Linked DNA regions of Mus musculus: region 2 is linked to region 1. Evidence: chromatin contacts called from public HiChIP or PLAC-seq data. All regions are on one chromosome and are shown on one strand. The core of a region is the stretch at or near the end of the contact, and the rest is flanking DNA. Distances in the headings are between cores, read along the strand shown. Region 1 overlaps Gm36063 (a long non-coding RNA gene). Region 2 overlaps Hunk (hormonally upregulated Neu-associated kinase).

Region 1 (5,959 bases), core at 2,576-5,075:
CTGTGGGTGTGGGTTTTGAGCGCTTCCTCCTAGCTGCCTGAGGATACCAGTCTTCTGACTGCAGTCAGATGAAGATGTAGAGCTCTCAGCTCCCCCAGCGCCATGCCTGCCTGGATGCTGCCATGTTCCCACTTTGATGATAAAGGATGATAATGGACAGGTTCCCTCTGACCTATAAGCCAGCCCCAATTAAATGTTGTCCTTATAAGAGTTGCCTTGGTCATGGTGTCTCTTCACAGCAATGGAAACCCTAAGACAGGGACCCTGGGCTCAGCTCATGCCTCTCTTTAAATGCTCTGCATCTCTGTTGATGCTTCCATGAGCCCAGGTGCTAGTGATGATGAGTAGGAATAAGGATGGACAAGAAGGGTCGCCAGAGAGAACGGGTCCCGGCTGGCTACAAAATTCCCATGAGTACAAGATGCCCTGGGACAGCAGTGTGAGCTTCTGGGTAATCTCTCCCTGAGCAGCACCCCAAGCCTCTGTGGAACAGAGTGACGAGGCACCTCCCTCTGCATCTCCTCTGTGCTCGCCTCTCTCTCCGACTCTTCCTCTGTTTCTCTCAAGTACTATCTCACTCTTGCTCTCTCTCTTGCTCCTCTCTCTTCTCTTTTCTGTCTCTCACTCTCTGTCTATCGCTCTCTCTGCCTGTCTCTCTCGAGTGCGATCTCTCTCCTCTTTCCTCTCCTCTCTCTCTCTCTCTCTCTCTCTCTCTCTTTCTCTCTCTCTTTCTCTCGCTCTCATTCTCACTGGGTCAGCATTCTTTCAGTTGCCAAGTTACTGCCCCATAAGCCCTTCCACTGTCAGAACTTGAACATAGAAGAGGAAGGTGTCATTGGAAACCAGGACATCTTCCAGTCTCTGTCCCTTCTCCTTTCTCCCTCCTCCCCCTTCTCCACACCTTCCTTGTCAGCCATCTGATCTTGGGGCTCGATAAACCGTAAGCGTGTGCATGTGGTTGGGTGGATGGGTCACACATCCATCAGAGGCCTCTGGCTTTCTGTTCATAAGATCCCTTCAGACTGGATCACTTTTGATTTTTCTTCTCCAGTGCTCAGGATTTCTACCTTCCAAAAAAATATGCTCAGGCTACTAGAGCATGTTAGAAATATTTGACCTTTTGAGTTTCCATGGAGACCTCAAAGAACCTAATATCCCCAAGGGACTGAAGGGTTCCAATATCAAACATGGAGGGTCCCCAAAGAAAAATCTTCCAGCAGTAAGTTCAAGTTGGTCCACCTTGCCCAGAGTTGCTCCAACCACTAGAAAATTCTTGAAGCTCTCAAAGTGTAATCTCCAAAGGGATACAGGCCCTTGGCGATTGTAAGGGACCAGATGTCACAGGTGAACTACCAGAACCCCATTTACTGGAGGACTGTGCCTCTGGGGAGCTGGGAGTGGCTCACTTCATCAGAGCCAAACAGGAGATGTGGGCCAGCTCACTCCAGACTTTTCACAATTCAGCATTTTCCTGTTGCCTCGGGAATTCCTGGCAAGTTGGGGCTTTGTCCAGGACCTCCTTCTCTCCAGAGGTTGCCTGCATGCTGCAGCCTGCAGCCTGCAGAAAAGCTATCTAGAAGCTCCCCACTGAGGGGACGTCATCCAACGGTCATTTGGCTCTGTTTTCCCTAAGTCCTCACAGTGGGGACTGACAGTGTTCACTGTTCATATTTTACTGAGGAAAAAAAAAAAGTGCCCATCACCTCACTCCCAGAAAATCAAATGCTGCTTTCCCTGCTGGCGGAACAGCACGCTCTGACAATCCCCACTGAGCAGAGCCAGAGTGATTCATGCTCAGTATTTAGACGAAAGACCAACATATGCTGGGCACATGTGCGGGGAGTCGGCCATGTTGCCAAGCTGCGTCCTGAGAACGGCCCACTCAAAAGAAAGTTCCTTATTTCACCCTCTGCCCAAAACAGAAACTCATATCAGTTCTGCCACCTAAATAGAGCAGCCGTAGGCCTTGGCATTTTGGAAAGGCTGCTTGGAGGCACGGGACGCTCCTTTGAAATCAGACCACAGAAGGGCAAGTAGGATTTATAGAAACTGAATGAGCCCCATTACCTAAGAATAAAAGAACCCAGATTCTAAAAACACAGCAGCACTCTTTTCTAGCCGGGCCCCCGTGTTTTTGTGCCAATGGGATGCTGAGAAATCTGTGCCTTATAAAGATGTTTCTGTGGTCCTTGCCACAAAGAAACTGATTTCTAAGCATCGTTTAAAATAGCTGACAGCCCCTGGTACAGGGTACTCCATCTGAGAGGCACGGTCACAGAGAATGGGACCCAGAGGTTGGAGCTGGGTGGGTCTCTGGCTGTATTTGAAAGGCAGTTGAAGTGTTTACAGTCTTGAGGTAAGATGGCATTTGCAAGAAGCCTCCTTACTTCAAGACAAAGATGCTGAAACCAACACTTGTCCTGAGACACAGGAAGTTCACAAGAAACACATTCCAGTTGCTCCCTTGGGGGGTGGCCGTGGTCCCTCACATTCTCTTCATACTTAATTGGAGAAAATGAGGCGGAGATACAGCTCCGGGGTCTGAATTATGCAATTAAATATGAATCCTTGTTCAGTTCCTCTCCCCGACTCTCAGGCAAAAGCTTCGACAGTCTGTAGGAACAGACTGTTGTCAGGCAATCCTAATGGTCAGGTTGACTGGCGTCGCCTAGGTAACACCTGAGTCTAACACAGTGGAATGCACTGTGACCACCTGTCTTTGGCTCCTGCCATGCCAGCACCTCCTCTTGCAAGGACAGATTTCAGCCCTCAAACCTCCCCTTCCTTAAACTCTTTTTGTTGGTTTTTTTTGTCACAGCGATGAGAAAAGTAGCCATGCCCATGTCCTGTGCCAGTGGAAATGGACTTGGTTTCTGGGCAGAGGAGGTTTAGATACCAAGGGGACAGTGATGTTCCTCCCCCTGGACATTTCCACCACCCCCCCCCCCCCAAATCTTTCTACAGCTTTACAAAAATCCTCACACAAACCAGACCTCCTCTCCTATTAGTCAAGTCCAGGACTGGGTTCTCATAGTAAGTTCCACAGTACACACACACACACACACACACACACACACAGAGAGAGAGAGAGAGAGAGAGAGAGAGAGAGAGAGAGAGAGAGAGAGAGAAATGTGCACATAACCTAATTCCCAGAAGCCGTGAAACAGACCATGTTTGGAAAACTAGGCTTTACTAAACTAAGGCATCTGAGATGATAGGGGTTATTCTAGAGCATCTAGGTGAGCCCTAAACACCAGCATGGTATCCATTTAAGACATTTAATTAAGGAGATTTAGTACAAAGCAAGAGGAAAGGGGGGATGGGAGGGAAGTAGCCACAAATGCCAAGGAGAGCCAGCAGCCGCCAGCAGGTGAGGTACAAGATGCTGATGAGGCTCTGCTTGTATTCCTGGCCTGCAGGCCTCCGGGCATCTAATCATTCTTATCCTATCTGGATTCTGTTCCATGTGACTAGGAGTTAAACTGTACTCCATCCCAACCCTCCACACACAGGCACACAACCTCCTTTGGGAAACACACTGGAACTGTATCCAAACCATCCCAAAAATGTCCTGGGTTGAGCCAATCAATTAAGTTTCAAGATAAGACTTAGACTGTGACAGTCTTCGAGGCAACTGAGAGAAGTTTCGGAGAGGAGGAAAGGCTGGGAGGTGGACTTTGGAGCTTAAACGTCTGGCAAAGGAAACTCAGCAGCAGAGAGCGGACAGCTAGCAAGCATGCGTAACAGGGATGACGACATCGGGGAGTCTCCGCCCCTCTTCTGGACTTCCTGGATGATGGGCACCCTGTAGTGAAAGAGCCAAGACTCGTTTTCTGGAAAGGGATAAATGAACACATTTTTGGCTTCCCAGGCTACAGAGTCTCCACTGTTACTACCTAACTGTGTCTTTGGAACACAAACCCGGCCTTAGACGACACATAAATGAACACGTGTGGCTGCGTTCCAGGAAAACTTAATTTACAAAAGCCGGCAGCGTGCCAGATGTAGCTCTTGGGAGCAGTGTGTTGACCCTTACTTTAGAATAATGCTTCTGGCGTCTCCCTCCTTTATGCTTCCCAAGGGGCCCATTAGGGCTGATGGGTGTGCTCTGCTGGAGAACTCAGGCCATTCTTCTCTGGGTTCTGCCTGCGTGTAGAGAGCCGCACCACACTGAAGTCATGGTGAGGCCAAAAGCTCTTTAGTGCAGTCAGTCACAGGTCTGGGAGCGAGCTTCCTTCAGAGCTGCAGTATCAGCAGGGCCACTCGGCTAAGAGGGTGACGTAACCATGGACAAGTTCGTCAAAATAAAAGAGCTGGGGGTTCCATCTACATGGTCCTTAGTATTCTACTCAGTTACTCTGAGCTCAGGATGGGGGATACAGCATATTGACCTCCTTCCTGGTCCCCCACAATGGTGGAAAGGGGGTGGGGGGATACTGTTCAGTTGAGATGCACTTTTGGTTGGATCCCAGTGTCTGTAATTTGCCACTCTTTTAGGAGGCCTGGGAAATACCAGGCATCAGTCAGGAACATCTCTTCTCTGCCAGATGAAAACACATGATGCCCGTGGGTAAGGCCCACTGCAGCCCATCCAACTACGATGGATTTGGGAAGTACAGTTGGGAAGAGATGCGCTTGGAGAGTCAACCTTGATGACTGTGGACGCTCTCTAGGGAGAGGCAGGGACTAAGTTTACTGTCATCCAGCCTCATTTTCAGAGGCTCACTCTCCCCATACCACAACATTAGATTCTTAGCAATTGCTCATAGTACTTGATGATTGATGCTGCTGCTGCTGTTGCTGCTGCTGCTGTTGCTGTTGCTGCTGCTGTGGTTATGGTGTTGTTGTTGTTGTTGTTGTTGGTGGTGGTGGTGGTGGTGGTGGTGGTGGTGGTGGTGGTGGTGATAATAATAATAATCGCCATCATTATCAACTGCAACAGCACCAGTAACAGCAGTAGTAGACAATGCAACATGCAAAGAAGGCAGCAATCAAAGTCACCTTAATCTTCCCCCGGGGATCATTGTTAGGTTTGGCATGTGTAACAGCTAGTCTTGTCAGCTCGATGGAGACAAACCTGTGGATGTCTGTGAGGGTGTTTTCAGAGCCAGTTCACCGGAAGAAAAACAAAAAACCCCACCCTGGATGAAGATGACATCACTCCACCGACAGGGGTCCTGGACTGCTTGAGAATGCAAAGTAGAGTGCCAGCATCTGGCCCTCTGGTGACACTGTGGATGCTGCCTCCAGCTCCTGCCCCCATGCCTTTCCCATTGTGATGGGCTGAGTCCTCACACTGCCCGCCAAAATAAACCCTCCCCGTTGAAGCTGTTTCTGCCAGGCATTTTGTCACAGCGAAGGGAAAAGGAACGCGCTCAGCACGTAGATGCAACGTGAGATCACAACGTCCACGCTGATTTGGAAGGGGCCTTTTTTGGCATTTAAACGATAACAAATGACATTGCCCGTCCCAGAGCAGAGCCCAGATCCTGATTTTTATTAATGACACACTTCATTTACTTGCTCCTCGATGGTTGGCTGTTGGACTCTTCCTGGGTTTCCCTCCACCCCACCCCACCCCCAGTACAATGCAAACAATACTGCAGCTAGCACTGTAGCTATTCAGGAAAGCACACCCTTAATTATTTACTTTAGCTAAAGTTCAAGAAGACAAGTATGACCGTAAATGGACTGAAAAAAAAAACTTTCAGAAAGTCTCATGTTCCACATCCTCCTATGGGGACCTTGACTTGGAGCCAGTGGATCCAAGTGAGAAGAGCAGCTTTGAGTTGTGCTTAGACAATTCCTGAATCAGCTGCTAGTACAGTCTGAAGACCTCTAAACACCCCAGGAGCCATAGTAACGTGTGATCTTTGCCTGGACCCCATCTGTCCTAGGTTCTGACGATGCTGGATGGAGATATCAACAACACAGAAACAACGGAGGTCTACCTGGATTC
Region 2 (5,959 bases), core at 1,817-4,316, 220 kb before region 1:
CGTCTGACTCGGTTCTCAGTCGAACATTTACATTTAATAATACCAATAAAGAGAGCTTGTTTTGAAAACACGGCTGCAGGTTTGTGAAGTGTTGTTCCCATAGGATGACATTTTATTCTATTAAAAACGAACATTTGTGAGCAGTAGTTGCAATTTCAAGGCCAATTTGAAGTAATAAAACTCAAATTTCCCTCTGGAGGGGAAGTGCTGTGGCTCTTGCGCTCCTGCCTAATTCATTACTTTATTTCCCCCGCTCAGAAATGAGTTGTTGTCTTGTTCTTTCTCCCTCCTCTTCCCTCCCTTCTCTTCCTCTTTTCTCCTTTCTGATCATATATATTATATATAGAGAGAGTCATTAAAGCAACAGACAAAGAACCAGAGAGCATGCGCAATAATCCAGTCAACAAACACACAGCAGTGGCTTCCTGCCTTTAAAGGGGTCATCACTCAACAACGTATTTATTTAAATATGTGTCTGTGTGCATGTGTGTGTGTGGGGGGGGCGTGTGAGAATGTGTGTGTGTTTGTGTGTGTAAATTGCCAAATGCTAATTCTCTTTTTCTTATGATCAACTATGTATGTGGGACTGAGAGTATATACCCTTGGGCTCATACATGCTAAGTACATACAATACCACAGATTAGTGCCTCTCACCTAAATGCTGTAACAGGAATACCTGGAAAGCATTTTTGACAAACCATTTCCTGCTGTGAACTTCAGTCACAGGAGGGTTTTAGACCTTTTGAGGTTCTTAGCACATTCAGGTGGGTCTTGGGCTAATGGCTGCCCGGGTTTTCTTTGATAGCCACATAGCATGTTCTTCCCATCATCAGCTCGTTCTCTTGCTGTGCGTTTCAAACCTCATGATCCACTCTCCTACGGTTACAGACAACATTAATGTTTTCCTCCTGTTTGGTTAAACACGCCTCCCTTTTCTTATTGGAAATAAACACAAAGTTAATTAAAAATTGCTTTAAGTCATACACTCCCGAGAAAATCAGTGTGAACATTTAGTTCACGTGTGCTGCATACACATAATAGTTATGTGTAGTTACATGTACATGCCTGTATTAGTTACATGTAGTTACATGCACATGCATGTATTATTAGTAACATGTACCTACATGCACATGCATGTATTATTAGTTACATGTAGTTACATGCACATGCATGTGTTATTAGTTACATGGAGTTACATGCACATGCATGTGTTATTAGTTACATGGAGTTACATGCACATGCATGTGTTATTAGTTACATGCAGTTACATGCACATGCACATATTATTAGTTACTTGTAGTTACATGCACATGCATGTTTTAGTTACATGTGCAAGCATGTTGTATCAGTTACATGGAGTTACATGTACACACATGTATTAGTTATGGATACTGCTGACCTTCCTTTCCCCTTTGATTTCAACATTGATATCCACTATTCATACTATTTTGTAAGTACCCTGTATTTTACTGAAAATTTAGTGCTTTGCAACACTGTTAAGTCCTCTTTTAAAGTGTGATGTTTTGTGATACATTTAAATATTTGAAGTTACTGTAGTATTGAAAAGTTGGGATTGCTTCAAGATTTCCCCTGTATAAACAACACTGCTGTGACTGTCCTTGGGACTGTCTCTCTGAGCCATTTCTTAGGAACAATACTTTGAAGGGTTTTGATATATTACCAAATTGCAATTCAGAAGGATTCTGCTTCATGGCAACATTGTATGAAGTTGACTTCTAGAATATGTGTCTTGGTATATTGCTAATGGTTTCTACCACGTTTCTCCCATATGGCAGTTACTGGCTATTTCCATATTAAAGATATTAGCTTTATCTTTATTGTGTTGTAGCTATTATCTTCTACTTAGTCACTTGGCTTTCTTTCTGATTCATTGATGACTTTTTGGCAAAGGTCCATCGAGGTTTTGCTTTGCTTTCTTTAGCCAACCAGTTGATACCTCTCTCTCTCTCTCTCCCTTCCTTCCTCTCTCTCTCTCTCTCTCTCTCTCTCTCTCTCTTTCTTTCTTTCTTTCTTTCTTTCTTTCTTTCTTTCTTTCTTTCCTTCTTTCCTTCCTTCCTTCCTTCCTTCCTTCCTTCCTTCCTTCCTTCCTTCCTTCCTTCCTTCCTTTCTTTTTTGTTTTCCGAGACAGGGTTTCTCTGTATAGCCCTGGCTGTCCTGAAACTCACTTTGTAGACCAGGCTGGCCTCGAACTCAGAAATCCGCCTGCCTCTGCCTCCCAAGTGCTGAGATCAAAGGTGTGCGCCACCACAGCCCGGCGATACTTTTCTTTAGTGTCCCCCTTGTTTTCAAGCTTACATAGAGAGAGAAGGAGTTGTTGGCTTTGCTTTATACATTGTCCGTGACTTGCCAGTTTCTTGTTTCCTGAAGAAGCCTTTTTGCTGGGGTAGGGAGGCACCTTTGACTATATTTTCTCACCTGTGGCATATTGGCGGGCTGCAGGCTTTGGGGGTTCACAGCTTCTGCCTCCCAACTTTCTGCTTCTGTGATTTTGGGTAAGGTATTGAAGCCCTTTTAAACTTCCGTTTCTCCATCTGTAGCACAGTCAAATCTACTTCATGAATATTCAGTGACAACCATGCACATATGTATATGTAAATGGAGTGTGTGTTGCTTAGCTTAGAGTGTGTGTGTGTGTGAAAGAGAGATTGTATGTGTGTGTGAGTGTTGTGTGTGTGTGTGAGAGAGAGCGAGAGAATGTGTGTGTATGAGTGTGTGTGTGTGTGTGTGTGTGTGAGTGAGTGAGTGTGATTGTGTGAGTGAGCATATTGCTTTTGGGAGCACTTAATTAGCTTAAAGCATATTCATCATTGTGTTGGAGAACACATGGCAGTTATTTATGCTTTTCATTTAGATCCTCAGACCTGTTCTTAAACTTAAAGGTATTTAGAGGTCAGATTCCTTGAGCTAGCAAGACAGAGACCGCCCACTAGGTTTATCTGGACGACGGAGTTGACCTCTGAGGATAGAGGCGAGGGGGTGAAGAGGATCATGGGACACCTCTGCAGCAGTTACCCCCCCCCCCCCCCAGGGCAGGAATGCCTCTGGACGTGCAGGGACACACATGTCTGCATTCCTCAGCTTCCACACCCCTCGTATCTGCCTGTGCCATGAGCCTCTTGGCAGCCTCCATTCTCTGCCTGGGGAAGGGGCTTCTCTGTCCCCTGGTTCTTACTTTCTGCTCTTTTTAGGCATCTGGTGTGTTGTGTGTGTGTGGGTAGGTGGTGTCCCTTACCTTTCTAGGATTCATGACACCACACCAGGGATGATCACTGAACCTTCCTGGCCTCACCTCTTAGTCACCTTTATGGCCCTTTTAACGGTAGAGACTTCTTTCCAACAAGTAATTAAGAATGAAATTTATAGAGACTTCTGCCCCAGTGACCAGAGTTTTAGGGTTGGGGCTGCGTCGTCGGATGTGATTTTGATTTGATGGCTCCCACTTTCCTCAACAGGCAGCTGGACATTTCCAGTGTGTGCTGCCTTTAGCTGACCCCTGCTTAGAAGCCCCTGGAGCTCTTGAGACCTCCGCTGACAGCAGGGTCCTGGATAGGAGAATGGGATCTTGTACTGGAGTTTCCTGGAGTTCTGTTTCCAATCCCACAATGCCCTCATCCTCCCCTCCCACAAGGCCATTTTGCTCTTGTACCTCTCTGGCTGCATGTGGCCGCCAGTTGTCCCAGGATGGAGACGGGATATTGTTTCCTGTTGCCTGTGGGACACGAACACGTCTTGAATTAAAGCTAATTTTGGAGTTTGAAGTATTAAATGTCAAATTTGAAAGAGAACATGTCTAAGACTTCTTTGTTGTAAAAAGGAAGGTTATCCAAGGCCTAGGGGAAGGGACGGGAAGAAAGAAGTGGGAAAAAGAAAAGAACTGGTTCCCTCGTCCCTGCACCATGACGCTCTGTCTGCACCCCTGGAAAAGGCACCCTTCTGATGAAGTCTGCTGTTTTAATATTTCTCTACCAAAAAGTCATTTACGATAAGGTAGCCTGAACTCTTTCCCCTTTTTGTTCTGTTTAAAATGACATCAAATCAGTTTGCTATAGTATTACTTAATACATAGAATGTATGGCTATGTATAAAATTAAGTATGGTTAAATAATTTTATTTTATTTATTTTTTAAGTGAAAAACCATTTGGCAGAGAGACTGAAGTGTCAGAGTGGTCAACACTGGGGAACTGTCCCAATTGTAATTGGACGAAAACAAGACACACAGCTATGGTGGTGAACTCCTTTCTGCTTTTGTAGTTGTGAGCATGCATGTGTGTCTCTCTGTGGATGTGTGTATGTGAATGCCTGTGTCTGCAGATGCCAGAAAGCAGCATCGTATCCCCTGGGGCTGACATTACAAGTGGGTGTGAGCTTTCTAGTATGGGTGCTAAGAACCGAACTCAGGTCCTTCCTGTATAAGAGCAGCCAGTGCTCTTCTCTGCTGGGCCATTGTCCTCCCTCCCTCCCTCCCTCCCTCCCTCCCTCCCTCCCTCTCTCCCTCCCTCCCTCCCTCCTTCCCTCCCTCCCTCCTTCCCCCTCTCCCTTCCTCCATCCTTCCCTCTCTCTCTCCCTCCTTCTCTCCCTTCCTTCCTTCTTTCTTTTCCTCCCCCCTCCTTCCAACTCAAACATCTATAGGTACTTTCTACATGTAGAGTTTGTGCTAACCACCTGTGTGGGCTTTTTACAAATTAGAGACAGCTCAGCTGTGTTAGGAACACAGCTTTATCAAACTGTAAGTAAAAACCGGCCAGTGTCAGTCCTGGCCTCTCTCTGCTTTGGCAAAGCCTATTTTGTGGCTTCCTCTAGAATAGGCAGCGAAGGAGGGGGGAGACTCTGGAAGGGAACCATGTTCAGTGTGTGTTGCTCACTGTCCAACAGACCGGACATACCCCATCTTCTGGAACAAACAGAGTCTAAAAGAAACCGCCGTGGGCCTTCTGACCTGCTGCCTTCTCTCTTGAGTCTTCACTCACCAGGATACTGGAGGGACTCAGGGCTCAGACTTGTAGTGTGGCAGGAGTTCCAGACACAATTCAAACAAGGTGTGAGAGACCTCAGTCTGTGTATTTGATGAAGAAAAATCTCAAAGTGCTGCTCAGCCCCCCTCACTCCGCATGGTTCCGTCCATGGATGAATGAACATGGTGACAGTTTAATCAGGGCTGTGACGGTGACATGCAAGGGGAGAGAATGGAAAGGCAGAGCCTCTGAACTGGGATTTTTTTTTCTTTCTTTCTTTCTGGGAAAGGAATTTGGTGGTTTTGGGTTCCTTTGGTGTGTAACCTGAGAGGCTCATCCATCTCTTTGTGACAGAGGAACATTTTGGTGTTGCGAATGCAACTTCTGATTTATCACACGCAGCTGCGTGGGCCGCGTCTCCCTGGTGCCTCCCTGTGCCCAGGAGCAAGCCCAGTCACTCAGCAAGGCTTTGCCTTCCAGAAAGGCTTGAGAGCTGGGGCTCTGTGTGCTTAGGTGGCTGCTGGGGACTGTCACTCTGGGCATGTGTACAGGGAAGCTCAGATGACGGAGGGGGACACCTGGTCCCTCTCCAGTCTTGCATTTGCATTTGTCAAGGCTGAGTTGGCCCCCCCGCTAAAATTGCTTTATTACAGTCTGAATTCTTAGTACCTCTGAATGTATCTCAGGTTGTCTTTAAGAAGGAAGGAAAACTGGAATCATATGGACTGCCCTAATCCAATGCAGTGCCTTCTCTTCCAAAAGAGGAAACTTGGGTAGAGATGTGCGCACACAGAGACAAGACCAGAGGAAGAAGAGACTCGGGGTAGCCATCTACAGCTGGGGAGAGAGAGAGGCCTCAGCAGAAATCCACTCTGTTTGCATTGTGGGCTTCTGACCCTTCTAACTGGGAGACAGTGCATTTCTGCCGTCTAAGCTGCTCAGGGTTTTGTGATAGCAGCAGACAGACACCGTGCTTACACGCTCC

The links. HiChIP or PLAC-seq counts read pairs in DNA pulled down with a chosen protein or histone mark.
Region 2: a contact with region 1 is called in an H3K27ac HiChIP or PLAC-seq map of embryonic stem cells, with 4 times the contacts expected there. The contact joins two enhancer-like sites. A contact is called at or near these places in 6 of 115 datasets of contacts at active chromatin or transcription factors (astrocytes, embryonic basal ganglia, embryonic stem cells and 1 more) and 1 of 9 other capture datasets (adipose tissue).

The regions. Positions count from the first base shown.
Region 1 is chr16:90,620,361-90,626,319 of GRCm38.p6, forward strand. The region is part of intron 1 of Gm36063 (a long non-coding RNA gene); the gene reads right to left. Among named protein-coding and RNA genes, the nearest start is that of Gm36063, 4.2 kb to the right of the region's middle. Within about 2 kb of position 3,826, at least 71 of the 459 cell types and tissues checked have an H3K27ac peak or open chromatin away from gene starts, as enhancers often do. A contact at or near this core is called in embryonic stem cells, where this site is marked.
Region 2 is chr16:90,402,750-90,408,708 of GRCm38.p6, forward strand. The region is part of intron 1 of Hunk (hormonally upregulated Neu-associated kinase); the gene reads left to right. Among named protein-coding and RNA genes, the nearest start is that of Hunk, 19 kb to the left of the region's middle. Within about 2 kb of position 3,067, at least 33 of the 459 cell types and tissues checked have an H3K27ac peak or open chromatin away from gene starts, as enhancers often do. A contact at or near this core is called in embryonic stem cells, where this site is marked.